6 separate regions of the Mus musculus genome follow, and all the other regions are linked to region 1. A link is a contact called in public HiChIP or PLAC-seq and promoter capture Hi-C data. All regions are on one chromosome and are shown on one strand. The core of a region is the stretch at or near the end of the contact, and the rest is flanking DNA. Distances in the headings are between cores, read along the strand shown. Region 1 holds the start of Ncs1 (neuronal calcium sensor 1). Region 2 holds the start of Fam78a (family with sequence similarity 78, member A). Region 3 holds the start of Ier5l (immediate early response 5-like). Region 4 holds the start of Aif1l (allograft inflammatory factor 1-like). Region 5 holds the start of Cstad (CSA-conditional, T cell activation-dependent protein). Region 6 holds the start of Qrfp (pyroglutamylated RFamide peptide).

What was found. Promoter capture Hi-C pulls out the DNA fragments that hold promoters and counts their contacts. HiChIP or PLAC-seq counts read pairs in DNA pulled down with a chosen protein or histone mark.
Region 2: an H3K4me3 HiChIP or PLAC-seq map of embryonic stem cells shows a contact between it and region 1, with 2.7 times the contacts expected there. The contact joins the promoter of Fam78a here to the promoter of Ncs1 in region 1. A contact is called at or near these places in 2 of 39 promoter capture datasets (hippocampal neurons and liver) and 1 of 115 datasets of contacts at active chromatin or transcription factors (embryonic stem cells).
Region 3: a contact with region 1 is called in a promoter capture Hi-C map of liver, with 4 times the contacts expected there. The contact joins the promoter of Ier5l here to the promoter of Ncs1 in region 1. A contact is called at or near these places in 1 of 39 promoter capture datasets (liver) and 1 of 484 Hi-C or Micro-C datasets (embryonic stem cells).
Region 4: a promoter capture Hi-C map of liver shows a contact between it and region 1, with 2.5 times the contacts expected there. The contact joins the promoter of Aif1l here to the promoter of Ncs1 in region 1. A contact is called at or near these places in 4 of 39 promoter capture datasets (hematopoietic stem and progenitor cells, liver and neural stem cells) and 1 of 115 datasets of contacts at active chromatin or transcription factors (astrocytes).
Region 5: a contact with region 1 is called in a promoter capture Hi-C map of the SN4741 cell line, with 3 times the contacts expected there. The contact joins the promoter of Cstad here to the promoter of Ncs1 in region 1. A contact is called at or near these places in 2 of 39 promoter capture datasets (the SN4741 cell line and liver), 1 of 484 Hi-C or Micro-C datasets (CD4 T cells) and 1 of 115 datasets of contacts at active chromatin or transcription factors (pancreatic cancer cells).
Region 6: a FOXA1 HiChIP or PLAC-seq map of pancreatic cancer cells shows a contact between it and region 1. The contact joins the promoter of Qrfp here to the promoter of Ncs1 in region 1. A contact is called at or near these places in 11 of 39 promoter capture datasets (the 3T3-L1 cell line, 3T3-L1-derived adipocytes, the C10 cell line and 7 more) and 1 of 115 datasets of contacts at active chromatin or transcription factors (pancreatic cancer cells).

The regions. Positions count from the first base shown.
Region 1 is chr2:31,243,613-31,248,118 of GRCm38.p6, forward strand. Ncs1 (neuronal calcium sensor 1) reads left to right here and starts at 2,311. Exons shown (of 8, transcript NM_019681.3): 1 at 2,311-2,630. The coding sequence starts at 2,567.
Region 2 is chr2:32,081,556-32,086,061 of GRCm38.p6, forward strand. It overlaps Fam78a (family with sequence similarity 78, member A), which reads right to left and starts at 2,150. Exons shown (of 2, transcript NM_175511.4): 1 at 1,029-2,150. The coding sequence starts at 1,351. Gm33126 (a long non-coding RNA gene) reads left to right here and starts at 3,714. Exons shown (of 3, transcript XR_374254.3): 1 at 3,714-4,506.
Region 3 is chr2:30,471,627-30,476,132 of GRCm38.p6, forward strand. It overlaps Ier5l (immediate early response 5-like), which reads right to left and starts at 2,573. Exons shown (of 1, transcript NM_030244.3): 1 at 1,005-2,573. The coding sequence starts at 2,385. The coding sequence ends at 1,165. Gm31291 (a long non-coding RNA gene) reads left to right here and starts at 2,682. Exons shown (of 7, transcript XR_003954013.1): 1 at 2,682-2,848; 2 at 3,449-3,652.
Region 4 is chr2:31,948,239-31,952,744 of GRCm38.p6, forward strand. It overlaps Aif1l (allograft inflammatory factor 1-like), which reads left to right and starts at 2,065. Exons shown (of 6, transcript NM_145144.1): 1 at 2,065-2,143; 2 at 2,291-2,352. The coding sequence starts at 2,113. Lamc3 (laminin gamma 3) reads left to right here. Exons shown (of 28, transcript NM_011836.4): 28 at 1-845.
Region 5 is chr2:30,592,904-30,597,409 of GRCm38.p6, forward strand. Cstad (CSA-conditional, T cell activation-dependent protein) reads left to right here and starts at 2,141. Exons shown (of 2, transcript NM_030137.2): 1 at 2,141-2,171. The coding sequence starts at 2,167.
Region 6 is chr2:31,807,861-31,812,366 of GRCm38.p6, forward strand. Qrfp (pyroglutamylated RFamide peptide) reads right to left here and starts at 2,720. Exons shown (of 2, transcript NM_183424.4): 1 at 2,547-2,720; 2 at 1-1,058. The coding sequence starts at 1,058. The coding sequence ends at 684.

The sequences.
Region 1 (4,506 bases), core at 1,061-3,560:
CCCACCCTCTGAGACTGCTTTTGTCGCAGCTGTGCTCCCTGGCTCTACACAGAGCCTCACTTGGTCCTCAATGCCCTTCTCCCTGCTTCAGGTCATTGATCAGATTCCCTCCCAGGGGCCTCACAGATCCTGGCCTGTACCTGGCATCCCTTGCCTAACCTTGCTTGAGCCATTTCTCCTTGGTTACGTAACATAGTGTCTGTTTCGTGAATTGTTCATGATTTCTATTGTTCCCTGGTCGCTAAATTGTGAGTTCTATTGAGGCAAGGATTTTTTTCAACATCCCCAGGGGCCTGGCATCAGTGGGTGCCTAGCAAATACTAACCCGGTATCAGTGGTGTCCGTGACTGTGAGGAACCAGGCACTTCCCTGACTCCTGTATCCCCCAGAGTCCTGGTTCTTGTCATGGTGTTGGTGACCAGTGGTTGTTGTTGGGCAGGCTTGAGACACGACCATTTCTCATGTTGCTCACTGCAGTGTCTTCAGTCTTCAGTCTAGCACCCAACACATGGAACAACCCCTGGGTTCCTGTAGAGCATAGAACTGTCCTTGAACTCATTATATGGCAGCCATGGTTGCCACTGAGTTCCTGATCCTCCTACCTCCATCTCCCAAGAGATGACAGGCCTGGCTCACAGCTCTCTAAGGCTTCAACTGTTAACCCATGGTCCAAGGTTTCTGTCTGAGCAGGATGTTCAGGTGAGGCTGGCCAGCTCTGAACCTCTTTCTGTGGCTTTTCCTTCGTGTACATTTTGAATCGATCCTCAAAGCTGGGACACCCTGCTCCAACCTCTAGCGAGAATTCCTTTAGCTGTGGCACAGCGCCAGCTTCCAGGATCCATGTCTGCTCACTTCCTGTATCGAACGGGCTCTTCACACCAACAAGCTGGGACCTGGGTCTGGCCTGGGCTCATGTAAGGGAAGGAACCGAGACCATCTGAAGGCTGGAGACATGCAAGAGGTGGGGTTGAAAGGTACCATCGCCCCAGGCAGGGTTTTACACCCTCTGAGAGGGAAAAAAAGAAATTCTGTCCGTGATTGCATCCCTGCTGGCTCAGGAGGGAATGGCTTCATCTTGCCATGGTCTTTCCAGGGCTCTGGTTCCTGGCATGGGTCATTCCTCCCCTACCCGATCTATTTTCATGCCTTTCCCTGAGAACTCTTCCTCCTAATGTTGTCTAAGCCAGTTGTGAACCAGGGATCCTACTGCCTCCCCACCCACTTCCCTGTTTAGCTGGGCTGGCTCCCTGGCCTCTGCTACTAAGACTGGCTCACAGAAGTTGCCACTGGCCCTCAGGGCCTTCTGAGAGCAAGACATATTTCTGCTCCCCTCCCCCTGAGGCTCATTCTTTGGAAGAAGCAAGCGCCAATGGACTAAGAGGTCCAAGTTTTCCTGAGCTGTTAAGGAGACAGAGTTGGGCAGAAAGTCAGGAGAGGTCTCAATTACGATGACATTTTGGGAGGAGGGGAGAGCAGGCCATCCTTTTCCTGGAGTCCTTCCCCAGCTGCAGGCTTCCAGGCATGGAGCCCCACCAACAGGCTCTGCTCCCTCTGGCCACTTCAAGCAAGCCCCACAACAGAGAAGGTTTGAACTGCAAGTACTCCTGGGCACCGGGGACAGAGGCCAGGTCTTTGGGGAAAGCGGCTTGCCAGGCTGGTCTCCAGAAGCTCTGGCCCTTCTGCCTGGCCTCAGATCATTCCCAGCCTTGCCTGGAGCCCCGGGTGTAGAGGCTGCTCTCCCTCCCAGGCCAGACCCCTTCCAGGTTGATACCCCATTCCTCTCTCAATCTGAAGTCACTTCCCTCAAGGCCAGGCAAAAGTGTTCCCACCGAAACCCATGCCAGCCAGCACATCAGGATGCTCCTGGAGAGGTCTGGGATCGCGTCTGTCCTCTTGGCCGCCAGGTCCCCAGCGCCCAACACATCTAAGTGGAATGAATGAATTGCGCCGGGCAGGGATTTGGCCTCGTTCACGTCCGATTTTCCGGGCCCTCCCTGCCCACGCCGCTGCGGAGAGGGGGGAATGGATCGGCGGAGGGGGCGGTGCGGCGACCTCCCAGCGTCCCCGGAGAGCCAACAGGAGAGGGGGTGCCTCAACGCGGAGCTCGCGCCTGTCGGAGCTGGGCGGGAGGTGGCGCCGGGCGATGAGTGGCGGCTCCGAGTCCACCCCTGGCGCGCCGGTGCGGGCGGGAGGCGGGGAGCGTAGGGGCGGCGGCGGCGCAGCAGTAGCGAGCATGTGCTACGCAGCCCAGTAACCAGGGACGACCGCGGCAACCGAGCCCCGGCGGCTGCGGCTCTCAGCCCCGCGCAACTCCTCGCCGTGGCCGCTTGCACCGCCAAGGCCTGGCCCTCGCCGGGTCCCCGAGGCCCCTTGAACCGTCAGCCGCGGTCGCGCAGCACGCCGGAGCCCCGCGCACGGGACGCGCGGGCACGGCCAGACAAAGGCGCGGCCCCGGCCCGGCCCAGCCCGGCCTGCCGGCCTCCGCGCACCCCGGCCCGACCCAACCGCTCCCGCTGGGCGCCCCGAGCGGGTCCGGCCCGGGGAGCGGGGGCCGCGGCCGCCGAGCATGGGGAAATCCAACAGCAAGTTGAAGCCTGAAGTTGTGGAGGAGCTGACCAGAAAAACCTACTGTGAGTGAGCCCCGATCCCAGATCCCCGATTCCCCATCGAGCCGCGACCTTCCCTCCGCCCTTCCCGGCCGCGCCCCTGCCCCGCACCTGGCCCATTGTTCTATCCGCGCCCCCGCCCCCGGCCATGGCTGGGTGTCGCCTGTCAGCGTGCTCCAGGGACCACTCTGGGTCCTCAGGGCATCCGCAGCCCACCCGCTGCTCCCCTCCTGTCCGAAGGACCCGGGCTGTGCCGGGGCGGGGGGCAGTGGTCCCAGGAGGGGGCGCCCGGGCGTTGTGTGGCTCTCCTGCTTGGAGCAGGGTGGGTGGGTGATTCATGCTTAATGATGCTGCTGCGGCTCCTGCCTCTTGCGAGGTTGGCCTGTCGCCCCCTCCCTGGCAAGTGTGACTGTGTTGGGAGGAAGAGGGCTGGCGAGACTGGTAGAACGCTCAGGTAGTGACGGTAGAGGGCCAAGGGTCCTGGGCGCCCTCTTAGATGTCGCACGGTTGGGCTGTATTCTCCATCCCCCCTTCCCTTCTCCTGTCTCTACCGCACCAGGAAATGGGTTTACATGGCCCGAGCTGACGAGCGAAGGAAGGTCTGTCCCACTCCACGGTCCACTAGATCAGTCCCAGGCGTGGCTCTCCACTTGCCCAACTTCACAGATCTGCCTCTGCATCTTTAGTGCCTCCACACCAGGTGTCCCCCCTCCTCGCAGCCTCTCCAGGGGTGGCCCTGGAAGTGGGTCCTGGGAAGCTTTGGCTGAGCGCTCTGCATCACCCGGAAAGACAGGCAGTTAACTGACAGCTCGGTGTAGATGGAGGCTCTGGTGCAGTGCATGGTCTCTGCTCTCACCCCCACCCCCACCCCCGGTATCGGTCTTCTGAGCACGTTTGCAGGTCTTGGTCAACCTAGTGCCTTAGCCCCATGCTCCTCACTCTCCCAGACTTAGAACAAAGGGGGCTTTACTGCCTGGGCTCTCCTGGCCCCTGTCCTGAGGAGTTGGACACCTTGGAGGTCACATCCAGGAGAACTATCCTTCCCAGCCCAGGCTGCCTACTCTCTCTTTCCAGATTGGGTGGGTAGCTTTTTCTAGCTTGTTGCTGTTTGTGAGGTTAACTGGACCCTCGAAGGTGTGGCTCACAGCCATTAGCAGGTAGGCTATTGGTGGGACACCCTCCCTCCCTGAACGGGCCAGGACCCCAGGGTGTGGGGAGGGTAGAGGGCTCCATGGACTTCTCCAGGAACCATGGCATGTGGTGTACCATGCTGTCTCCATGATGGTGAGGCTGGGGGCCACCAATGAGCCCTGTGAAGTCAGGGTCCTGCTTACTGAGTGTGTCATGCACCATCGGCTGTGTCCTTAGCACAGCTGTACATCAACAGCTTGTCCTGTTCTGGGCACTCCAGCTGCTCATAGAGAGGAAGGCAAGGCTGGGAGATGTGAGCTGGCATCCCTGGCTTATGCCAAGAGCCCTCTGTGCCTCTCTTTCCTACCCTGGCCCAGTGCTGGATTTGAAAGACCTTTCGTTCAGCCCCATCTCTGAAGGGCTGGCCATTAACTTGGGAAGAATGGGGCCAGCAGAACTCTTGTCAGGCACTGGCCTGGTGAAGTTCCGCTGAGCTATTTTTAAAGGGCTTTTGTGATGTGGAGCAGTTTTGTTCAGGGATTGAGGCAGTCTGGGCACTTCCCCCTCATCCAAGGCCTCACTTAGGGCTGGGGGACTCACTTGCTTCTCTCTTATCTCCCTGTGAACACCAGCTCCCTCCAGGCAAGTCTATGTGGTTGGTCCACAGCTGCGCTCTCTCTCTCTCTTTCTCTCTCTCTCTCCCCTCTCTTCCAGGGAAATACTGAGTAGGGAGTTAAGGGACGCATCATCCAGGAAGGATTCCCAAATG
Region 2 (4,506 bases), core at 900-3,399, 840 kb after region 1:
GCAGAGCTTAAGAGTCGCTAAACGGAGAAGGCACATTTGCTGACGTGACTAGCTACCCTTAGCCCTGTGGACTTCTCCAAACATAAGCGCCAACTCTCCAGAGACCTCTCTCTTAAAGCTGAGAAGCGAGGCCACGTAGAGTGGACACCAAAGACTTCGAGAGACAGTGTCGGTGAGCCACCACAGGGGTCAAGCCAGGGACTGTGTGTGTGTGTGTGGTGTCCCCACACCCCCACCAACCACTGGGTCTCAGCAGCTGCTTTCACCACAGTCCCCACGAGCTTGCCTTCCACAGGGAGGAATGGCCTTCTTTGGGGCCAGAGAGCATGCAGAACAAGACCCAAGGGCTCCAGGGTCCCATGTAGATCTATCTCATTCTAAGAGACCAAACCACAGAGATGAAACCAATGTGTCCCTCTAGCCGCTCCTAGTCAGGGCCCCACCGGAGGGACACTGGATGCTGACCCTTGACCTCCAGTGGGAGCAAAGCTGCACACTGCAGAGCAAACTGGGTTTCTGAAGTCCCTTTCAAACACACACTGCCACGGCCCACCACCACTGACAATGGTAAAGCTGGCCTCCGAAGCTCTTCTGTGCATCTGAGCCTCCACACACAACTCAGACAAGTTCAGACCCCACGGCAAAGTCCTGTGCAAAGAAGTCTGGAAGCTGTTTTGAGGCTTCCAACCACTCCCATCAGCTAATGGGTTCATGGAGGCCTGAGCCTGGGGGGCAGAGTGATGACTTCTCTGGTGACCCCAGATGGCCCTGACACTTGCTTTACCAAAGGGGCACAGGTTCTTGTTCTCTCAGCATCTTGCCAGGGAGGACAGAACAACCCTGGGCACCAGGGATAATGGCAGGGCAGGTCTAGCTGAGCTAGGACCCTAATCAACATAAAGGCTCCCCAGAGTTGCCTGACCCAAGAAGGCTTGGAGACAGTTCCACCCCTGCCTAAAGACCCCTGCAGCCCTGCTCCAGCCTCCCCGAGCCTTCAAGGCCCCCAGCCTGTCCCCAGGAGTACTCACATGCCCTGCTCCCCGTACTGGTTGTAAAACTCCATATGGCTGCACGCCTGAATCCAACCAACGATCCAGGTCTCCTTCTTGGGAATGGGCGGCATGACCACTTGGGCTGAGGCCCGGAAGTGGGGTGTCCGATAGCGCAATACCACGCTGGAGGACTCGTCGATGCTGGTGGGGATGGGGTCGATGGAGGCTTTCACATCAATCACGGTAATCCCTTCCCGGAAGACTCTGGCTTTGCCTCCGATGCTCTGAATACAGCCCATGGCACACAGGACCGCTCTAATCTCCAGGGAAGGCCAGCAGTCCCAAAAATAACAGGGCATTGAAAGGATGGAGGTTGCAGGACCCAGTGCAGAGCGCTCAATCTAATCTCAAAACTCAAAATCGAGATCCATAGGCTAGAGAACTTAAGGAGTAGAGGAGGTTTGCATAGCACTGCCGGGTCCTGTTATAAATATGGGTTCTGTTGCATCTCAAGAGCCCTGGGCTCCCTCTTCTAGCAGTGGGCAAAAGCCACCGATATTCTTTGGGTTTAAAAAAAGAAAAGTTTGGAGTTTAATGGAGAAGCATGTTTTTCTGACATCCAGCGCTGCGTCCTCACACTTGGGGATGGCAGCTCGGACACTCTCCCTGAAGTCTTCGCAGGAAGCAGACGGGCTCTGCCAGGCACATAAATAAGGAAGGCTCGGTCCCCGCGCGGTCGCGCCACCCTCGCTGCAGAACGCCGACTTCCTGCCCTTCTGCCTTCCGCACCGGCTCCCTGGAACACACGCGCCCGCCCGGCGGGGCCCAATCAATTGCAGCGTGAGCTCCGATTCAAGCGGCAGAGGTCCGACGTCCTGTGAGGCCCGTATCCACCCGCCCTTCCGAGAGGTGCGCTCCGGGTTAGGTGCTCGCCAGGTCCCCTCCGGCGCCCACTCGCGCGTTCCTCTGCCACTGTCGCTGTAGCCGCTGACTGCCGCGCAGGGCTCCGGGACTGCACTCGGATATCCGCCGCCGCCTGCTTCGCCTCGGCCGCCGAGGACCTGCAGAGAGGTGGAAGGCACAGGGCGGCAAAGTTGAGCCGAACTTTACTGCGGGGGACTCGAGGGCGCGGCGATGCCTGTGCGCCGGGCACGGGCTGTGGAGCTGACGGCGCAGCTCTGGGCGGTCTCCCCGGAGGTGGCGCCCCCCTCCGCCCGCCCCGTCAGTGGCGGCCGCACGACTGCGCGCACCAGCGAATAATCGCCTCCCGTGACATCTCCGCTGACACCGGTTTAGCTCGAGGGAGGGGTGAGGGGTCGTTCAGACTGCCACCGCAGTGGGTCACTAGGACCTCCCGGCTCGGGTACTGCGCATCAGTACCACGCCACCAGCGTGAAACGCCCCTTCTCGCTCCAGTGTCTCGATCCCCGGGGCCTCAGTGCCAAGCCCAGGCCGGTCTTTTAAGGCATTCTGCCCTTTGCCGGCAGAGGTGGCTGGACACCAAGAAGGCGTGTTGCCCCCCCCCCCCGCCCCACCGCGTGCCTCGGTTTCCCCTAACCAAGCTTGAGCCTTAGCTGAGCCCAGCGCGTCCCGAGCGCGCGCCTCCGCCGAGGAACTTTGGCAGTCAGGTTCCCACCCAGGGGGCGTCACGAACTCACCTGCCCCTAGGGCCGCTCCAGGTGCCTGGGTCACCGCCCTCCGGTCTTCCCTAACCTCTCTGCCCGCACGTTTTCGGGGCGCCCCCTCCCCTGGGCAGTGTCCCCTGGCTCTTATCTACTAGGGTCCGGGGATGGCGTGGGCGCCTCGGATCCCCAAGCCCCTCCTGGCTCCGGGCTGCTGTGGGGATGGCCGGGGGCGGAGGGCTGAGGCTCGGGGCTCTCTCGCCCCCACCCCGAGCGCCTCCTTATTTTATGATCATTATGAGCGTGCTGTCACCGCTCTGCCCCGCCGCCGCGCCGCAGCCGCCTGGCGCGCCCCGCGCCGCCTCGCTCTGCTGCAGCATCGGAAAGGCAACCAGGTCAAACTTTGCAGAAACTCGGTCCCTGCGCCTGTCTGGCCCCTGTGTTCGTCCGCAGCCGCGCGACAACGCGCACCGGCGCACGCAGGACCTGCGCTCGCCCGTGCGCCCCGTGGGATGCAGGTCCGCAGGCGGTAGCGTGCAGGCGGGTAGGCACCGCCTCCTCCTCCAGCCCGCCCGGCTCTCCTCCCTAGCTCTGGCACTCAGCACACTCTCCCCCCCCTCTCTCTCTCTCTCTCTCTCTCTCTCTCTTCTTTCCCACCTCTCTGCAGCTGCTGGGGGAGTTGAGCCTCTTCTTGCATAAACGACATTTCCTTTTTTTCTAACCCTAGGAATTCTGGGTAGTGTAGTTCTGTCTTTCTCGGGTCCTGGGGTTGGGGGTGTTCCTATTGCCCTTTGACTTCTGGATGCCAGCAGCTTTCCAGTTCAGGAGACTTGGGGCACTGCCCTGGGGATCCTAGCTGCCGGAGTTGGTGGTTGGGTGGAAAGCATGGAAGTTTTGGGAAGCTCCAAGACTTGGGAAGGTTTGGAGGGTGGGAAAAGTTGGTGTCTCCCAACCCCCAAACCCCAACCCTGTATTGATCATGTTTGTATCTTCAGCATGGTGAGAGGGTTGTCAGCTAGTTGGTCCCAAGTATGTAAGAAATTTACATTCATCAGACATTGAGTCAGAAAGTTCTTATGTATGTCTCACAGAGGAAAAAAATACCCAGAGAGGAAGACTGAAAAGGCCTGCCCACCACCCCAATCTAGCAGGTATCCCTGCTGAGACCATCTGGGGGTCAAAAGGAGTAGAGAGCCAGAATCTAAGTAGCCTCAGGCCCTTAGCTCCACCCCTACCAAGCCATTAGCTTCTAGATAAAGGATAGTTTGTGACATCAGAAAACCTGCCAGTCACACTAAGGGTGTGCCCCACCACGGCCCCTTAACTCTGACTTTCAGGGCTGTTTGCAGTAGGCACAGGTGGATACCTGCAGTTAGTCCCAAAGCTGGAGTCCACTGACCGCCTGGGAGGGCCAAAGATGGAGGGGGCATCTCTGAAACTTTGGGAGGGTCTGTGAGGAAGCCACACAGGAAATGGCCAGTCAAGGTGGCTGCTGTCTTTCCCAGCCACATTCTCAGCCTGACCATTGTTAATGTCCCATGGTCCTAGCTAGCTAGTGGGGCAATGTCCGTTTCCCATCCAACTTTCAAGTAACTAGTACACCCAGGCCTGCCTGGTGTGAGACTGCAGCAGCATATAGTCCCTAAGGGCCTCATGTACGGTCTGCAGTCTTTCCTGGCCTCCCCAGGTTCCACACTACATACTATTCTTCTGGGAACCCTTCCGACCTGCAACACCTCGTGCCATTAGCTAATCACTGCTACTCCGTGTATACAGAAGGAAGCCATTGCATCTAGGGATGACCATCTAATTTTCCATCACCCCAAATGCCTGGAACCTGTTAGAGCCCAGTGGCCACGGTACTTCTATGAAAACTCAGATGTTCTCTCAAA
Region 3 (4,506 bases), core at 1,323-3,822, 770 kb before region 1:
CAGGAGGAAGAAGGGCCGGGAAGGCAAGGTTGGCAACTTGTTTTGGAGTCCTCGGGGTGTTGATGGCAGAGACCCAGAGGGGCACTAAGCGAACCTCACCTTCTCACAACAAAAGGCTTTTAAATTAAACAAAATCTATCGCGCTGAGGACGGAGACAGGGTTCTCACAGGCTGGAACAATGCTGGTTTCATGAGATGGGACCGAAGGCTAAAGCACAAGGTAACTTAGAAGCGCGCACAATCACTAGAGCTGACCAGGAGCTAAGCGAAAAGTCTCCAGCTCAGTCGGCGGTCCGGGCCCCTCCCTCCCCCGGGGATCCAGGTGAAGGAATCGACTTCCTTTTTTGTTTAGTGAGGACCGCAGTGCTGGGCATGATGGGAAATGTAGTTCGCCCTGCTCGCCCTCCACCCCTTTCCCAACTGTGCTGAGAGTGTCAGGGTGCCCCCCCCCCCCCCCGCCCGAGTCCGCGAGGCGGGTGGAGGAGGGGGAGGAGGACGGAGCCAGAGGGGCGGGGAGAGGAGGGGTTCTAGACGCCCAACCCGGCAAGAAAAGAAAAAAAAGTTGAAGTGTTTTCATTTCTGCCTTCTCATTTTGAGAACTTTGGAGGCCGCCCCCAGAGAGGAAATGTGACCGAAACGTCCCTTTTGGAGATAGAGTTTGCCTTTGTTTTTTTGCTCAGGGTTTCACAAGACCCGTTCCTCACCCCAGAAAGGCACTCAGGAGAGCGGAACGTCGGGCTTCCCGGCTCTTGACAACTGATTAGAATCGGCGTCCGGGGCCCCGCGCCCTCCTGCGTTGCGCCCCTGGCGCGCCCGGGCACCCAGCCTCGCCCCCGGCGGCCGGGCACCTCCTCCGGGCAGCAGCCCTGCCTCACGTGGCAGGCTCCTCGCTAAACACCACTGCAATCAGTACAATAAAAAGGGGGGGAAAAGAGTAAGAGAAACACAAAGCATACTTAAATAGGCGCTTTTTCTCTGCAAAAATAAAGTCCAAGATTTTTAGATTTTTTTTTTTTATTTTACAATTTATAAAACATCAGCCTCTGCTCGTCCCCAGCTCAGCCCCGAGTGGCCAGGACCCGCTCGCTCCCTATCGCCCCTTGGCCGAGTCTTTGTCTGGCCCCAGCCCCGCGGGGCCCAGGGTCCCCATGCCCTCGGGGGTCCCTAGAAGGCGACAATGGCTCGAGTCCAGGCGCCGAGGCTGGCGAGCGCCTGCTTGGCGCACAGCTGCCCGTTGAGCGGCGGCGGCTGCTCCGAGGAGTCCGGCTGTCGGCTCACCAGCCCCGAGAAGCCCGAGCCAAAGATGGAGATCAAGTTTGAGATGTTGGACGCGTCCGGGGACGAGTCCGGGCAGAAGTCCTCGAAGCGGGCGCGCTTACAGGGGGCGAATGGGGTACCCCCGGGGGGCTCGGCTCCCAGGTCGCCCGCGTCCTCTTCGTCGTCCTCTTCCTCCTGGCCAGGGTAATACTTGCGCTTGCAACCAGCGGCGGACGCCAGACCGGGTCCCGGAGCGCCCTGGCCACAGCAGGGGCAGTGGGCGGAGGCGCAGCAGTCCTGGTGCAAGTAGCCGTTTTCTACCGTGGTCACCACGTGAGTGTCCAGGTCCAGCACGGTGGTCTGGCTGCTGCAGTGCACGCCGAAGTCCGAGGGGGCCGGGTACGCGCCCCGGTAGAAGCCAGTGGATGAGGAAGGGGCTGTAGAGGCGGGCGGAGAGGAGGCAGCGACGGTCGAAGGGGCAGCCCCCGGAAGCACCGAGGGCGCAGAGCAAGCGGCCGGGACGCGAGGGTCCCGCGGGCAGAGCGCGGCGGGCGCGGGCGGCGGCAGCGGCGCGGGACCCGGCTGCAGCGGCTCCAAGTGCTGCCCGCGGTGGGGCGCGCCGTGCGGCGGCTGGAGCGCAGCGCACCCGGGCAGCTCCGAGAGCGCCCCCGCGCAGCCCGCGGGCGCCCCGGCCACCGCCACCGGCGCCGCCGCCGTGCAGCCCCTGGGCGCCGGGTGTTGGTGTTGGTGCAGCTGCTGCTGGAGGTGCAGCTGGTGAAGCTGGTGGAGCTGGTGCAGCTGGTGCCGGGCAACCGGCTCGCGCGCCTCCGCGTCCCCGCCGCCGCCAAGTTGGAGCGGGCCGAAGTCGGCCGCGCTGGCCGGCATTCCGGGCGCCGCGTAAGCGAGGTGCTGGTGCTGGTGGTGGGGCGGCTGCTGTTGCTGCTGCTGCTGCTGGCGCCGGTAGAGCTCGGCGTAACGCTCGCTCAGGTAGAGCTGGCGCGCGTTGCGGAGCACGTAGGACACCAGGAGGTTCTTGTGCAGCTTGATGCCGCCGCGCTGGGTCCGGGAGCTGTGGATCTTGCGCAGGGAGATGCTGATCAGGCTCTGGGCGTCCAGGGCGCACTCCATGCTCCCGCGGAGACGCGGGCGGCGGAGCAGCCGCCTCTGGTGCTGCGAATGCTGCTCCTTGCGTGTGTCTCCAGTTGGTCGCCCGGGCGAGCCAGGCACAGGGAACCGAGCCCGGGTCGGCGGGTCGGCGACACTCCGAGAGAAGTCGCCACCATGCGTTGCGCGCCACCCGCAGGCTCACGCTCCCCAGACGGCGCCAAAGCAATGAGCCTCCGCCGGCCCCGGCCCCAACTATTTAGCTGGGCAGCAGCGCCCCGCCCCACTGTAGATTAGCCAATAGAAGCGTGTAGAGCCTTCCGACTGACAGCCACTGCCCTCCCCGGGACCACTTGACTGGCCAATCAGACCAAGGCGGTTCCTTTGTGCTATTCAAATAACGAACGGACCCCGGGCCTCCAACGCCGCCGTTGCCTCGAATGTTCTCCTGGGGCCGCGGCACCTCGTGGGACTAGGAGCCTCCGAGGTAGTCTCTCTCAGCTTTGGGTCGCCTCTTGGGAGCCACGTCGAAATTCGTAGCTTTCCTGGACGTGGCTCCTGCGAGCTGGGGGTCGGCTCACCTGAGCGCAGCGGAGATGGCTCCGCCCCCTTCCGCATGGTTGGGCCTCACCTGCGGCAGGTGCGCGCGGTTCCCCCGCTTCGAGCCACGCGGCGCCTCCTCTTTTCCACCTGCCACGGCCGGGGGCAACCTGGGCGAGCTGAGCCTTCTTCCAAGAAAAGCTGAGTGGGGGGCGCACCTGAGAACTAGAGTGCTGTCTTGGAAGAGAGGGTTTGGGGCCTGATTACCTGATGTGTTAGCCCAGGGGCCTCTGGGAATGGTCACGGAAGGGCCTCTCTTTCTGTTTGACTCAAATCCCAGTGATTTTTGATCTCTAGTAGAGAAGCTTTGTGATCGTGAGACTGCCTGGGTGGGGGGTGGGGGTGGGGGTTTGGGCTATGAACCCGCCCCAAGCTTCCTCCTCTTTTGGGAGACCTCTTCTTTCCTGACTTAATATCAATGACAATAGAAGCCCTAAGTGCCTAGCTTGGATCTCTTACCAGAAAAGTCTGAATTTCTCCCTTTAAGGTTCTTGGAGGCCAAGCTTGAGACCGCTTGAGTGGAGCAACCTGTTAAGTTTTGGTCCTTACCCTGAGCCCCAGGAGTACCCAGGCCAAGGACTTCTCCACTTTTAGATTCTTATTCTGAGTTATCTACTGACCAATTGAGGACAGAGAGCAGAAAAGAGAGAAGATGCCTGAGAGTCCCCTTGTACTGAGAAGCTTAAAGAGAGTAAGAGGGCAAGGGTGGGTGTGGGGGGCCCAAGATGCCAGCCGCAAGCCTCATCCACCGCGTTTAAGGTTCCTTTTAGTACTTAGGTCAGAAAATTGGCCCAGGCAGAGTCCAGGGCTGGGCCCTTGAGTGGGACTGGGGGATGGGGGGGGGGGAGTGGGGCTCTTCTGAAACCCTCTGTCTTTGGACCCTCTCAGCAACTCTGCCCCTTGGCCAATGTCTCAAGAAAACCACTCACCAATTGTTTCTGTAAGTGGTGGCAAGTGTCAAAAGCGGGGGACAGTTTGCTCAGGTTTTCAGATGAGGAGGCGTAGTCACTAGCTCCAAAGAGGCTTTGTCTAAGACCACAGGCTCTGGGCACAGTGCTCTGCTCCGTCCGCACCATCTGGGGACATGTAACTGTTAGAACAGCTCTTCTCACCCTGTGTCAGCAAGGCCAGGATTACGTTGTGGGGCTGAGGCTGGAACCTCAGAACAAGCACACGTGGTGGCATTGGGGATGTAACCTCATGCATCCTGGGGGTATAAAGCCGTATCTCTGCCCACCTGAATATCTCAGAAGCTTACAGGTTCAGGAAGGGAGCGGGATGCTCCTACAGCCAGGAGGACTGAGCTGGAACTGGGGGAGTCTGCGGCTCACAATGGATGCTGTCTTTTCCCAGTATTTAGTGAAGAAACTTGAGACTTGAAAGAGGTGGTGGCGGGATTTGAACCGAGTTCTGTAGGTGCCTGGAAATATGTTAGTGGGGCCGAGTACACTTCCTCAGGCCTAGCTCCTGATGAATGATGTAATGCCCCTGCCCCATCCATCCATCCATCCATCCACCCATCTATTTATTTATTTTTTCCAAGTG
Region 4 (4,506 bases), core at 815-3,314, 700 kb after region 1:
CAGGGTTGGGGTAGAAAGACGGAAGACGGGATTGGGTAATTAGGATCTGGTGTGTGATATAAAGGACATGGGAGCTCTAAAGTCAAAATCTGGGGCAGGATCCGGCACTTCTCTGGCCTTAACCCAGTTTCTCCACTGATGGATGGCCAACCTCTACCCACTTGAGCCATGATGTACAGCAAAGCGTGGTCCCAGCATCTCTAGTGGGCGGAGACCAGGCTTCCTAGGAAACAAGTCTCAGGCCTGCCAAGTGACTCATGCGGTATGGTCATGCCTGGTGTATGCAGAGCCACTCAGAAGGTCCAGAGGTGGGGCTGCACATGACGGAGGGGAATGCTAGCAGCAGCTGAACATCTGTCTAACTCAGCAGCCAGCTGAGCAGTAGAACTTGGGATGGCCCCTGTCCTATCCCACTGAACAGCCAGGAACAGCTGTGGAGCAGTCTTCTCTGAGGAGAAAACATTCCTTCCGGTAGGGGGGCTCCTCAGGCAGAGAGGTAAACAGCCCAAAACAAGAGCTTCAAGAGCTCCCTGAAACTGAGCGGATTCCCCAGGCCCCTTCCTGCCGGCCTCAGCAGAACCCAGCTGCAAGAAGACTCTTAGACAAGTAGAGTTGCCTGCTGGTTAGACTAACTGATGCCCCGGGAAAGGAGACTCTCCATCCAACCTGTCACACTGTCTGTAGACCATGCGGCGGGCTCCAGGTTCCCAGTTTTGTGAGCTGTCATCCATGCTAGGGGGTGGACTTTGGCAACACAGCTGTCTGTGAGTCATTTCTGTTTCTGTAAGTTAACTCTTCACCCATATTCTTGTAAATAACCCTAATAAAGCTTACTGGGTCACCAAGCTGGACTTGGGTGATATCTGTAATTGGATCTCTCGTGGGTTCCTAAACTGGGGTGAGTAAACGTGTGTGTTGTATCTCCTCAGGAAAAGTTGGTCACACAACAACAGCTAACCCAGCTAGCTGGGACCATGGGCAGCCTGTGACCAGAGCAATAGGGCCCTGTTCTGAGTCCAGTTCCTGCCCGAGCTTTCAGAGGGAACACGACCATGCAGGCTTTGAACTCCCAAGCCCTTGTGGGCCTACCTTCTACAGTGCAGTCCCTGCTCCTGTTTCTCCTATTCTGCTGCTTAGGGAGCTTGTGTCAAGTGCCCAGCTTCAGATGAATGAATGAATGCATAGTGGGAGGAACCTAAGAGCAGGAGCCCTGCCTCGCAAGCATCTTTCCTCCCATTAGCCCCATAGCATTCTATCTGGACCACTGGACTCCCCTGTGTGAGCTTGGCTACCCGTCCCCACAGTCAGCTGGTCCCAGGATCCCAATCTAAGGAGTGTAGACTTGAAATAAGTCAGGGGAACAGGGATTCCTGGATCCCATGGTTAGGGCAATCCTGATCTGTGCCTGTGTCCACAATGTAACAATGGAGGGAGACCCTGTCTCTAGAAAGGGTCTCTAGTCTGTTCAGGTTGGACACTGGAATTCATGATCTCTTTCTTTACAAGTTCCTAGTTCTTGCATGCCCACCCTGGCTTCTCCTCAAGTCACAGGCTGCTTCTTTACCACCCTAGAGGACTCGTGTCCCAGCTTCAGCTTCCAGACTTTTCTATCTAGTAGGCATACCGGTACTACTTTGTAGTTAGGGGAAATGACACACAAAGACCAAGTGTCAGGTACACCGTATTTGCACCAACACACGTATTTATCTAAAATATCGGTGTTATCGTGGCACTGCCGGGCAAAGGTGACAGTGAGGTGACAGCCTCTATTGGCACTTGATCTTCACAACCAGCTCTGCAAAGTTCTTAGTGAGATGTGATATTGTCTCTTCTGGTGATGGGGAAAGAGGGCGTTCCCATCTTGCATTTTCCGCGTCCTCCAGCAGAGGGGCGGCGGCGGGCTAAGCGTCCGGCTAAACAGCGGGCTTTGATGCCCCGGGTGCGCGCGGCAGCGGGGAGGGGGGCAGGAGGCGGGCCGCCGGAGGGGCGGGGTGTGTCCGGCCGCGAGGTCCCTCCGCCCCTGGGTCCCGTCGCCACACGCTGCCGAAGGTCTGGACCAGACGACTTTTCCTCCCTGTTGTCCCTGGCCTTGTCCGGAGTCGGGCTCATACCATGTCGGTCGCACTCAGCAACAGGTTCCAAGGTAGGCGCCTGCTGTCCCCGCGCTATCCCGCGCCGGACGTCCCTGGGTCGCCACCTGTGTGCGCTGTGCGGCGCGCGCGGGAACTCGGAGGGGGCGCGTGGCCCGGTTGGTACCCTAGCTTCCCCGCCGACTCTTTGTCTCCCGCAGGAGGGAAGGCGTTCGGTTTGCTCAAAGCCCGGCAGGAGAAGAGGCTCGAGGAGATCAATCGGGTAAGCCGCGTCACTGTGTGGGACAGCGTGTGGGTCCCATGTGCCGCACTGTGCCACCCCTTCCCCCCAGACAAAATCAGCCCCTTCCTCCCCTACCCCTGGCCTTCTGCAATTGCATCCCTGGCCCCTGCTGTGTGGCCTCCAACTCCAGGTAAGTCCATTCCACCCCTTAGTTCTCTGCCTGGCGTCTCCAGTTGCAAGTTGTAACTCTCGACCAGGGAGGTGGGGCGGGTGAGGGAGCCGGCTGGGGACCACCTAAGGGGTTTGGCGCCAGGAGAGACCCCAGGGCCAGTGCTGTCTCCATAGACCCGCAGAACTTAACACTAGGAGCTGGCTAATGCTGGCATTTCCTTGTTGCCTCCCACCTCCAACTCTAACACACAGCTCTTTGCACCAGCTTTTAGAAAAGTTGCCCAAGGGACTGTTTTTTTCTTCTATGCTGGTCCTGGTCCTGGGGAAGTTCTAGAAAGAAATCCTTCCGCTGCTGCCAGAGACACAATAGCAGCTCCGTACGTTTGCTACTGAGCGTGTAGATCCCAGGAGATAAGAAACGGTGTCAGGGCCTCCTGGATTGGCAAAGCACAGAGGTGGCACAGCCTGAGGCTTTAGGGTTCCCAGGATCTGTGTTCAGATGTGACTGGTGTCTCAGTAAGAGCTTCTCGCTTCCTGCAGGGTCACTTTGTGGGCTCAGGAAAGTAAGGAGCCTACATCTTCTGGGGTCCAGCGCTAGGGAGACAGCCCGCGAAGTTAGTTTCTCTCTCTCTCTCTCTCTCTCTCTCTCTCTCTCTCTCTCTCTCTCTCTCTTTCTCTCTCTCTCTTTTCCTCTACAGTGGAGACTGAACTTAAGATTTTCTCCATGCTAGACACTCTACCCTAGAGTTATTAGTACATTGGGGCTGAGGTATGCCAATTGATATAAGGGGAGGCATTTCTTCTTATTTGCCCCTTTGGTCCCTGGACACCCAGAGTGACAAACTCCAGGCCCCTGTCGAGGAGCTAGCTGGTAGGGTTAGCACACTAGAGGTAACTGGAGGTCGTTGGAGATGCCAGGGCTGTGGTCCTGTTGAAGTGTTTCGACCTAATTCCTTTATTTCCATGGACTGTCTAGACCCAGATAGGTGTCTCTTCCCGTCCACCAGCTCCAGGAGTCCCTGTAGGGCTCTGGGGCCTCTTACTAGGACCCTTCCCTTTTCCCTTGGGGCTTGTCATAGAGCATGGTCTTGGGGGACCCGTGTGCATATAGCTGGGCTCAGATCCCAGGCCTGATGGACTTCTCCAAGACGCCTCAGTGCTACCCCAGCCTTGGCTGCTTTTGCTTTCTGGACAGGAACCTGGGACCCTGACCTCATACAGCCCCCGGGGCCATTTTGTTAGGAAGGTTCTGAGCTAGCTGGCTCCACCCACAGCCAATGGGACCCTAAGCCAGAGACAGCTGGATATGGACATTAATTAGATGACCTTAGTAGAAGAGTCAGAAGAGTGGAGATTTGGGGCTTTCTGTTCTTGGGGACGTACGCAGGTGAAGGCTTGGGATGAGAGCTGTTGGAACAGGTGGCTCAAAAAGGGGCGTGGCAGTACTGATGCTGCAGAAAGTGGGCTAGGGGGAGCTGTGATCTAACCACTGCAGGTCTTCAAACACCCAGAGAGGGCAAGCAGCTGAGCCAAGGCCACACGGGAGCCACTGCTGCAGCTTGCTCTTTTCTGTGCTGTGGATGCTGTTTTGAGATCTTCCACGTGAGCTTGAGCTGCCATTGGGCCGGAGTATAATCCAGAGCGTAGGTCCCTAGGGGAGTAAGCTGGACCATGCAGCTGCTCCCGCATCACAGCAGGCCATGGTGACTACACTGGCATTAGAGCCAGGAGGCAGGCAGCCAAGCACTGGCTCTGTGAGTTCCATCGACCTGCTTCCTTCACCCCTCTGAGCCTCCTTTGCCAGCAAGAGATAATAGTAGTGATTTTTTTTTAAAAGCCAGACGCTGTGTGTGAAACGCACAGAGTTGGCGGCTGTCATGAGCATCGTCATTTGTTTGTGTGAGGGTTTCAGGTATAGGGAGTAGGCGTGGAGGTGTGCCAGGGACATACCAGCTGGGCATGCCCCTTTGGAGGACGGTAGACTCAGAGTGGCTCCACTTGAAGGTCCCAGCCTGGTTGACC
Region 5 (4,506 bases), core at 891-3,390, 650 kb before region 1:
GGGTTGAGGTTCAGGGTTGCAGAGATGGAAAGCAGCAGCCGTGGGGCATTATGCTGAGGATGGAGGCAGGTCTCTGCTCGATACATGCAGCAAGGTGGGAACCCCTCCCCATGGCTGTGGGAACTCTCTAGTGCTGCCCGTCACAGGGACGACCACTCTGTTTCTAAGGCAGGTTCTTATGTAGTCCAGGCTGGCTTTGAATTTTCTGAGTTGTCAGGGGGGGACCCCCGATCCTCTTGTCTCCTCCCTCCCAGGTGTTTGACTTATAGGTGTGCACCACCATGCCTGGTCTGTTTGGTGCTGTGGATCGACCCCAGGACAAGCACTCTATCCACCAAGCTGCACCCCAGCCCCTCCCCACTTTCAATAGCTAAGTGCACTTCCATCTGCCTGAAACCAGCCCCCCAACCCAGCCCATGGTTATCTTCCTAGTAGCAACCATAACGGCAGCAAGTCTATTTGCTGTGTGTGCAGGCCCCCCCGCAAAGCCACCCACACCTTACACTTCACTGACCCCTCCCACTGGCCCCAGGAAGAGATGCCCTCATGACCCCATTTTATGGATGGGCATGTTGAGACTCTCTTCTGAACCAAGTCCAGGGCCAGGAGTAAAGGGCAGGCTTCCCACCCAGCAGCATAGAGAAGAGAGCCGCTAGGGACGGCAGAAAGGCTGACTCTCCCAAGAGCTCAACTGCATTCTCTCCTCAGCTCCCCACTTGTGGGCCCTTGACCTCTGCAGCACCCCAGCCTGCAGCTCATCCTTTTCATCGGCAGCTGGGGTGCTGCATGCTCGGCTCAATCCAGGTCCTATCGGGATCCCTGCTTCTCTGGTTGTGTGCTCACTTTGCAAAACAGCAGAATTTATAGCGCAAGTAATTGATCCGGGTGTTCCTGCCTCCCGCCATCTCGCTGGGTCTCCTAATTCCCTTCTCCTCGCTTTTCCTCAGCCTTCTCAGCACACCATCTGTGGTGTCAGAGAATAGGAAGCCAAAAAGGGAGGGGAGGGTTCTAGTCCCAGATCTGCCAAATAAGAGTCAGATGAACCTCAGTTTCCCCATCTACCAAACAGAGGACCTGGTGATACTCTTAGGGCGCTAGGCCCGGGGTGCTGGAGCCAGGAGTGACCATTTACTACCCTCAAGTCACTCCCAGAGGTGCAGGCATGCCTGAGACCCACTTCATGGATGGGAACATTGTGGCTTTGAGAGCTTGTGGTTGTTTAGGGACCCAGAGCTGAGAAACATGACCTGGGCTTAAATCCAGGCCTCTGTGGCCAGTGTCCTAAACTGGATTCTACCTCCAGAGAGAAGTCATGATGGGATCCTGGCCCTGTCCTGGCTGGCCGGCTTCTCTTTATCTACGGCCAAGCATGAGTTCGGGGCAGAGTGTTGAGGCACAAGGGGAAATTCTATAAACCGTAGAGTCTATCAGACCTCTCCAAAATCTACTGTATGACCAGGGGCCTCCTGGAAGACCCATACAGCCTTTTAGAACGATCCATAAAAGGACTCCAGGGGTGCATATCGCTGGCCTTTCCCATGGCAGGTGACTTAGAAGGGTCCAGTGTGCCTAGCATGGCCTACCCATGCAAAACTGAGCTGGGGCAGCTTCTAGGCCCCTTTCTGTTCATTTTGTGAGGTGATTGCTTTTCTGGGGTCACTGGCTTGTGTAAGCCCCTCCACTCTCAGTGAAGCTCTGCCCCGCTATTTGTTTGTCTTTGCCCCTCTCCTGGCCTCCGGGCGCCACCGACAGGATTTGTCTCCATTCCATGCCGCAACCTCTCCAGGCCAAAGCCATCTTCTCTCCCGTGGCTGTGCATCCGAGGACGCCTCGGCCCTGTGCAGCAGCGGGGCTTCGTCCTGGCCGGCCCTTAGCTGGGGACAGAGGCCGTTTTGTCCTTGCTTTGGAGAAGGGATGGAGGCTTCATCCTCAGTGGCTGCCTGCTCGCGCCTGGCTGGAGGAGAGATGAGAGCAGGCTGCAGGGCTGCAGGCAGCGGCTTTCAGAACAAACAGAATTTTTTTTTGCAACTAGAGGGGGAAGCACAGAGCTAAAAATAAAACGAAAAGATCAGTATCTGTCAGTCTGACAGCTGATTGGCTGCTCGGAGATGCATATAATTACCAGCAACTGGCGCTGGGTAGGCAAAGCCCGGAGAAACTGCTGAGATGAGGTTAGGATTTAACCTTTAAATTCTGGAGCCACCGGAAAGCTAGGGGAGACAACCGGCGTCGGTGCTAATGAGGCTGGGGGCGGGGGCCGGGGGCACCGAGTCGGGGTCAGGTCCCCGGGCTCCCCCGAAGGCCCGGGGAACCCTCAGCCCGCGCCTCCGCCATCAGACTGGGAGTGCCTCTGATTGGGCGGCTCGGGGGCGGTGGGCCTTCTCTCCGCCCAGCTGGGGGTGGTGTCTTCCGGGAAGTTGAGGGGTCGCACCTGGGAGGGAGGGGGAACTATCCGGTGCTCTAGGGGTTCCAGGCCTCTCCTCGACTGACCCTGTCCTCACCCACATTCCTCCATCTCTCTGCCTAGTACTAATAGGATTTGGCTTTGGTTTTGCTGCCCACCCCTTCAGCTCCTCCATCCCAACTCCTACCCCTGGTCCCTAGTCCCTTCCTTCCAGATCTGGACAGGCCTCACGCAGGCTGGTCCTAGGTTTCTCTAGAGATAGACCAAAGCTGCAGGACTAGAGGGGTGCTGCTGTCCTCCCTGAACCTCAGTTTCTTCATATGTAAAATGGGGGTGGTGATGGTAGAACCTGTTCTATGTCTTCACAGGTGACAGGGATTTTGCAAGCAGTGGTTCCCCTTGATTATCCAACCCAAGGTCTCCCCATGAGTGAGCTCATGTAAGGGTCTGCCCTGACCCACAGTGAGCTCCTGGGTGCCTCCAGCAGTTTCTGCTACCCTCTGTCTCCCCTGCCCCTCCTCTGAGCATCTTCTCTGGAAAGTATCTCCTGCCCCAGCCCTCCTGCTGCAGCCTCTGGGTTCCTGACTCACAATCAGACTGTATGCCCAAGGAGGACAGGAACCACAAAAGCCCATAGCCCTTACAAGGAAATATCAAATTCCTTGCTCTGTGGTTTAAGAAGCCAGACAGAGGCAGGGATCTCGGGCAGCTATAGGCCTGAAACACGCAGATGTCTCATCTGATAGGCAGCCAGCCATCCTCAGCCCTGTGGGGCTGGGGCTTCTTATACAACACCCAGGAGATGCCACCCTTGGGCTGGGAAGATGCAAAGTGCCTGGGGGGCGGGGCGGGGGGAGGAAGGAGTAGCTCACACTGGAACTGGCTCCTGACTGTGATCACCCCACAAAGATCTCTGCAGTCCCTACAACACCCCTAGCAAGTGTTGTTGTTATTGGCAATCTATGATGGGGAAACTGAGGCAAGGAACTGAGCAAGGCTTGAGAGTGCTCAGACCGGAGCCACCCAGGCCTCCTCTCCCAGGCCGTGGGATGAAGATGGAAGGGAGTCTGAGAGATAGAGAAGGTGCTGGAATAGCTAACCTGAGACCTTCCAAGCCCAGTGAGCCAGGGGGGTCTTGGTTGAACAGCTTCTCCGTGACTTCCAGTGTCATAAGCTCTGACAGTCCTGTAACTACCTCCCACCCCACAGTTCTGTTTCTTTCTTATCCTAATGAAGACCCCAACAGGGTGACAGGTGGCAGCTTCCTGTGGGGCATCTGTGGCACCCAGTGCCAGCCTCTGCTTTGGCTTGGAAGGTCATCCTGAGCCGATGTCACCAGCCCCAGAGCCCATTCTCACCCCTGGGTTATTGACCACCACTTCTTGTCAGTCCTCTGCCCCAGCCCCAGCCCTGCTGGCCAACAAAGAGTCAAGAAGGGTAGCTCACTTTCCAGGAGGCAGCCATAGACTTGTCCGTCTGAAGAACCCAGCTTCGGAGAGCTGTGTGACATAGCTGCTTGAGACCACCCTTCCCTTGTCCATTTGACTGGTTTCTTCCCCACTCCCCTTCCGGAGCCTTCTCACCCCAACTATTTCCTTGCTTACCTGGAAATTGGGTGGAAGCTGACCTTTGCATGTGCGTGTGCATGTGCGGTGTGCGTGTGCGTGTGTGTGTGTGTGTATACACATATGTGTTCAAGGGCACATGTGCACATGCCTTTACACAGAGGTATCTGCCCCAGTCATCCTCCACCTTGTCTTTTCAGGCAAGGGCTCTCACTGAGGCTCACTGACTAGCTCAGAGACTAAAGTCACTGACAGGCGTTGCTGCTCCTGGCTCTCATGTGGGTGCCTGGGATTCAAACTCAGGACTTCATGATTACACAGCAAAACCTTCACCAACAGAGCCCTCTCCTCAGCCTGCCATTTTGTGTGTGACCCGATTTAATTTCTATCTTTGTCACTGTGATTCCCATGTACAGAAATGTTGGCGGTGTGTATGGCCTTGCTGTGTGGTTACAGGCCAGGGTCACTCACACGAGCTCTTGCTGTGACTGGTCTCTGAGGGGTCTCTGACTCTGGGGTGGGTGATGGCTGGAAACT
Region 6 (4,506 bases), core at 1,470-3,969, 560 kb after region 1:
TGCCAGAGGCGTCTTGTGCTAATGGGATGGAGAACACACTGACTGTTTTGGGTTTGTTTGTGTCTGGGTTATTTTCTTCTCCTTCATTTCTCTACTTTCAGACTCACATTTTATACACAGCGGAGTGCGCTCTTTCACAGCGCGCCCCTTCAGATGTCAGCTACCAGTGTCCCTTCGGAGACTGTCAGAACTTTGATTTCCAGCTGTAATCTCTCAGTCCACCTACCGACAAATGAACAACAGAGCCAGAGGCCTGTTGTATCCACGGCCCCAGCACAGCCTCAATGCGCTGCCACTGGGGACCGGGGACTGCTCCAGTCAGACCACTGGGGAAAGTCGGAGGCTGAGACAGACAGCAGCCCGAGTCATGGGCTAGGATAAGGACACATTGTCTTACTGACCAAGACAAGCTTGGTCCTCCTGTGTGCAGGGTTTCAGGAGTAGGGTGGGGTGGAGGGAGGAGAGGGGATTGCTCATTTTGGTTTTTTGTTTGTTTGTTTGGTTTTTTTTTTTTTTCTTGAACACCACCCAGATTTCTCACTTTAGCAAAGTTGGAAATGAAAATGTGAACACACCTATTCACCACCACTAGTGCACTGTGATACTCTCTCCGGGTCTGGGTTCCTGAGGTTGGGGCCGGGGCAACAGTAGACGGTCAGACGGGGCAGAGTCCACGCAGGCCCTCACCGTCCAAAGCGGAAGCTGAAGCCTCCCTTCCTCCGGCTGTAGCTGCTCAGCTCCTCTGCCAGAGTCCCCAGAGGGCCGCTGGCCTTCTCCGAGTCGGCGGGCAGGAACCCTGCGGCCTCACTGCTACCGTCTTGCCTCCCTAGACGGAAGCCGGTGTGCTCCCTGTGGGAGGCCTGCTGCTCCCTGGCCACCACAAGCAGGGCCTGTGGCTGTGGATTTTGAACCGAGTTGGGGGGATGTCCCTCAGCCAGCTGGGCCCAGTTCATCCTGGCTCCGATGTCACCGATGTCTGTGGGTCCCCTTCTGTCCAGCAGGGGAAAGCAGGCACTCAGAGGGAGAAGTAGGGAAAGCAAAGGCCGGAAGCCCCTCATCTGAGCAGAGGAGGGAGAGAGAGGAGGGGGTAGTGGCCAGCATTTGGCCACATGCAATCCCTGGCCCCAGGCTTCCCAAGGTCTGGGCAGCCCTTGGAGGGATAGCTGCTGACTGTGCTTAGCCTGGTTCCCTAGCACCCAGGACACCAGGCTGTCGTAGCCACCGCGGGAGCCAGCTGGACCAATTAGTCTGATTCCTATTCACCTGTAGCCGGGGAGCTGCCTGCCTTGGTGGCTCAGTACTGGAATACCAGAGCTGCCAGCTGGCTTGCAGAGGTACCCGGGTGGCCCTCGGGGCTGTGTGCATTTGGGTTCAATTTTCTATTATAATTATTGACTCTTGGGCCGTAGGCAGAGTGAGAAGCTGCCGTGTTTTCAACTTGATAATGAATAGGTCTAGCAGCTCTGCTGGGAAACCCCACTGTCTCCCTAATTCAGGAACAAGTTGCTCTTGGGAGGGGGAAATGGGCCTGGTGGCCCTTGTGTAAGTCAAACTCCTACCTGGGGAGGAGCTAGAGGCAAGGCTGGGGACAGCCAGCACCCACTGAGCTCCCACTGGGCAGGACAGGCTCTGGTGAATGGGTTTCTCTGTACAGTAAGTCTGTCTACAGCAAACGCTGCCCCACCACACAGCTCTGGGCTCTAATGTCAGTGTGGTTTCTCCCTGTGCCAGTCTCTAGGGAAATGATTGCTTCCTGATGATAGCCATCCAGCCCACCAACCCCGGGGCCACCCCCCCTAGGACCTCAGGCACAGAGAGCCTCAGGGTTTGCCCTAGGTCCTACAGCTTTATAAGAAAGAGAGCTGAATTCAAGGTAGCCTCATTACTCTGTGCCCCCATACCTGTCTCATTGTCTCGAGGTCCCCCCCCCCACATCCCTTGGTGGGAACTGTTCCCTTCCCTCACAGAGGATGCTTGTGTTTGCAGTGACCATGGGTGAGCTGAGCCGAGCTGGCTCATCCTCTGAGGAAGCCCCTGAAGCTGGAAGTGGCGGGGGACGGAGGGGGGAGGGGGGGGGACAGGGGGGACGACTTCTTTCCAGAAACAGCTCCCTTGAAAACATTTCAAAGAAGTGAGCGCAGCCAGAAAGCTTCAAAAACAACAACAAAAGCAGCCCTGCTTTCTACCCAAATCCAGCTTGCTAAGCCCCCTAGTCCCCAGGGCCTGGAGTAGCCTCCAGTCTGCTGCTGCTAAAGGGGCTTCCTCAGGCACGGGTGGAGAGGGCAGGGCCCCCCACATGGGACAGACAAGTCTCATTCCCTTCTCCCCATAGAAGGGGAGGACCAGGAATGGTCTTTATCCCCAGAGATTAATACTTCCTGGCTGGCATCTAGGGCCGGCTGGCTCTGGTGGAACTTGAGCTGAGGATGAAGCTGCGGGTCTCCCACACACCCGCCCTTCCTGGTGTGTGGCTCGTGGTGCTGGCTGTACCCGCCTGCACCCAGCTCACCTGGAGAGCCTGGCCTCCCGTCCCTTGCTGTACTCACTGTGCTGAGGGCTGCTCTAAGAAGGGCAGGTGAGTCCCTGGACCCCAGTTGTCAGGCAGAGCTGCTCAGGTCCCGGTCCAGCAGGCATGGCTCTGGGGTTCCCCCGCTTTATAAAGCTCCCTGGAGAGGCGAGCCCCAGCCTGCCTGATTGCTATGCATTCCTAGCCCCAGGATTCCTTTGGGGCTGCTGGTGGTGAAGGAAGGGGCACCGTGGGCCAAAGGACAAAGAGACAACGCAAACAGGATGTGGTCTGATGAAGAGTGGCGGGCGCCACCCTTGCAGCACAGAGAGCATCATCACGGGTCAACCGCGGGCTCAGACACTGGAGGTTCCCGGTGGAGACATGGAGGCCCACTCTTGAGAACCCTGATGGTGGCCCTGCCTTGGTCTCCCTCCAGAGACGGTGGGCTTACAGAGGCAGCATCCTCACTGCTGAGAGGGCTTGGAGGGTCATGGACACCCAGTCCCTTCTGTAGGCAGATGAGGTGTTCTGGTATATGATATACCCCTCCTTAGGAGCCTCGGGAGACATGAAACTGGGCAGGAATTCTTGGTTCTGAGGGGTTCAAGGTTTAGAACTCATGGCTAAGCAGGTCCCTCTCGGGCGACAGCTCCAGCAACACACTCAGTCTGTGACAACAGTGGTATGTTCTGTCTCTCTCACCATGCGGCCTCATGGCTGGTCATACTTTCCAGAGTTGGCTGCCCATCCAGACATAAAGCCACAGGGCCTGCCCTTCTAAATGGCGGAGTATGATCATACCTACCTCCCCAGTGGCTGTCAAGGTGGCTGGGAGATAAGGCATCGAGTTAGCTAGGTGTAGACTTGGCAAAGGTGTAGGGCAGGTAATGAGGCCTTCCTCCCACACTGGCACCCTCAGGAAGGACAGGGTTGTCTGTCACCACCACCCCTAACCACACACCATGACTTCTCTTCCGCTGAGTCCACGGCTGGGTGCTGTTCTTACCGGCCGGCACCACCGCAGTGAGTGTGTGTCTGCAGGGGCTGTAGATACCTCATCTCCATAGCCTCCTCCTTTTACCAGACTCCCTCTGGATGCTGACCACGGGTGCTCTGGCCAAGGTGTGGTCACTGCCCATTCCAGGGCCACTACTCAGTGCAGTTCTTCCGGTGACTAATGACAATGCCCCACCCACACACCCTGGATTCAGCAACTGCATGGTAGGGTGGGACCCTTCCCCTGTGGCCCACTCAGTTCCTCAGTTCACACTGGGCTCCCACCTGCCGTGCTGTGACTATGGGGCTGGGAGGCCAGCTCAGACATTTGCTTTAATCAAACACTTGGCTCTGAGGGCTGGGCAGACTCCCAAAGCGCTTTTCAGGCACACTCCTGGGTTCCTGCCTGCATCTGTCCCTCTGATCCTTGAGCCCCAGTGTCTTCAGCTACTGTCCGCCATGATGGGGGACCTTGCCAGCAGCTGCTGTCCAGGCCAGCGTGGAGTCTGGAGTTGAGGGTGTTTCTGATGTCATCGAGCAGGATGGGCCTTGTCAAGGTTAGAGGCTGAGCAAAGAAGGAAGCAGTGTTACAGGAGGAATTGGGGTGGGGGGTAGCTTTCCAGGAGGTTCCAAGGCTCTCTGAGTTGCAGTCCTGAGGGCACAGGGCTCCATGCAGCCTGTCCAGGCTTCCTTGCAGCCTGGCTTCTGGACCCATCTGTGTTTCTCATGGTGTGAGGGAGGGCTGAGACTGGGTGAGAAAGGGTATATTCATGACAGCCAGTCTGGGCTGTGCCCTTGCAGGTTCCTGGTTTCATCTGAATGATCCCCCCCCCCCCCCAGAATAGGACCCAGCTTGGAACACCATATGGCTATGATCTCCATCAGCCCCGAACCTCTGAAATTGATGATGTCACAACACTCCTCAAGTCATGAAGAACACACCCTTCTCATAAATGTTCACCACCACTGGGGTCTCCCCAGTCTCCTCACAGAACCCCAGG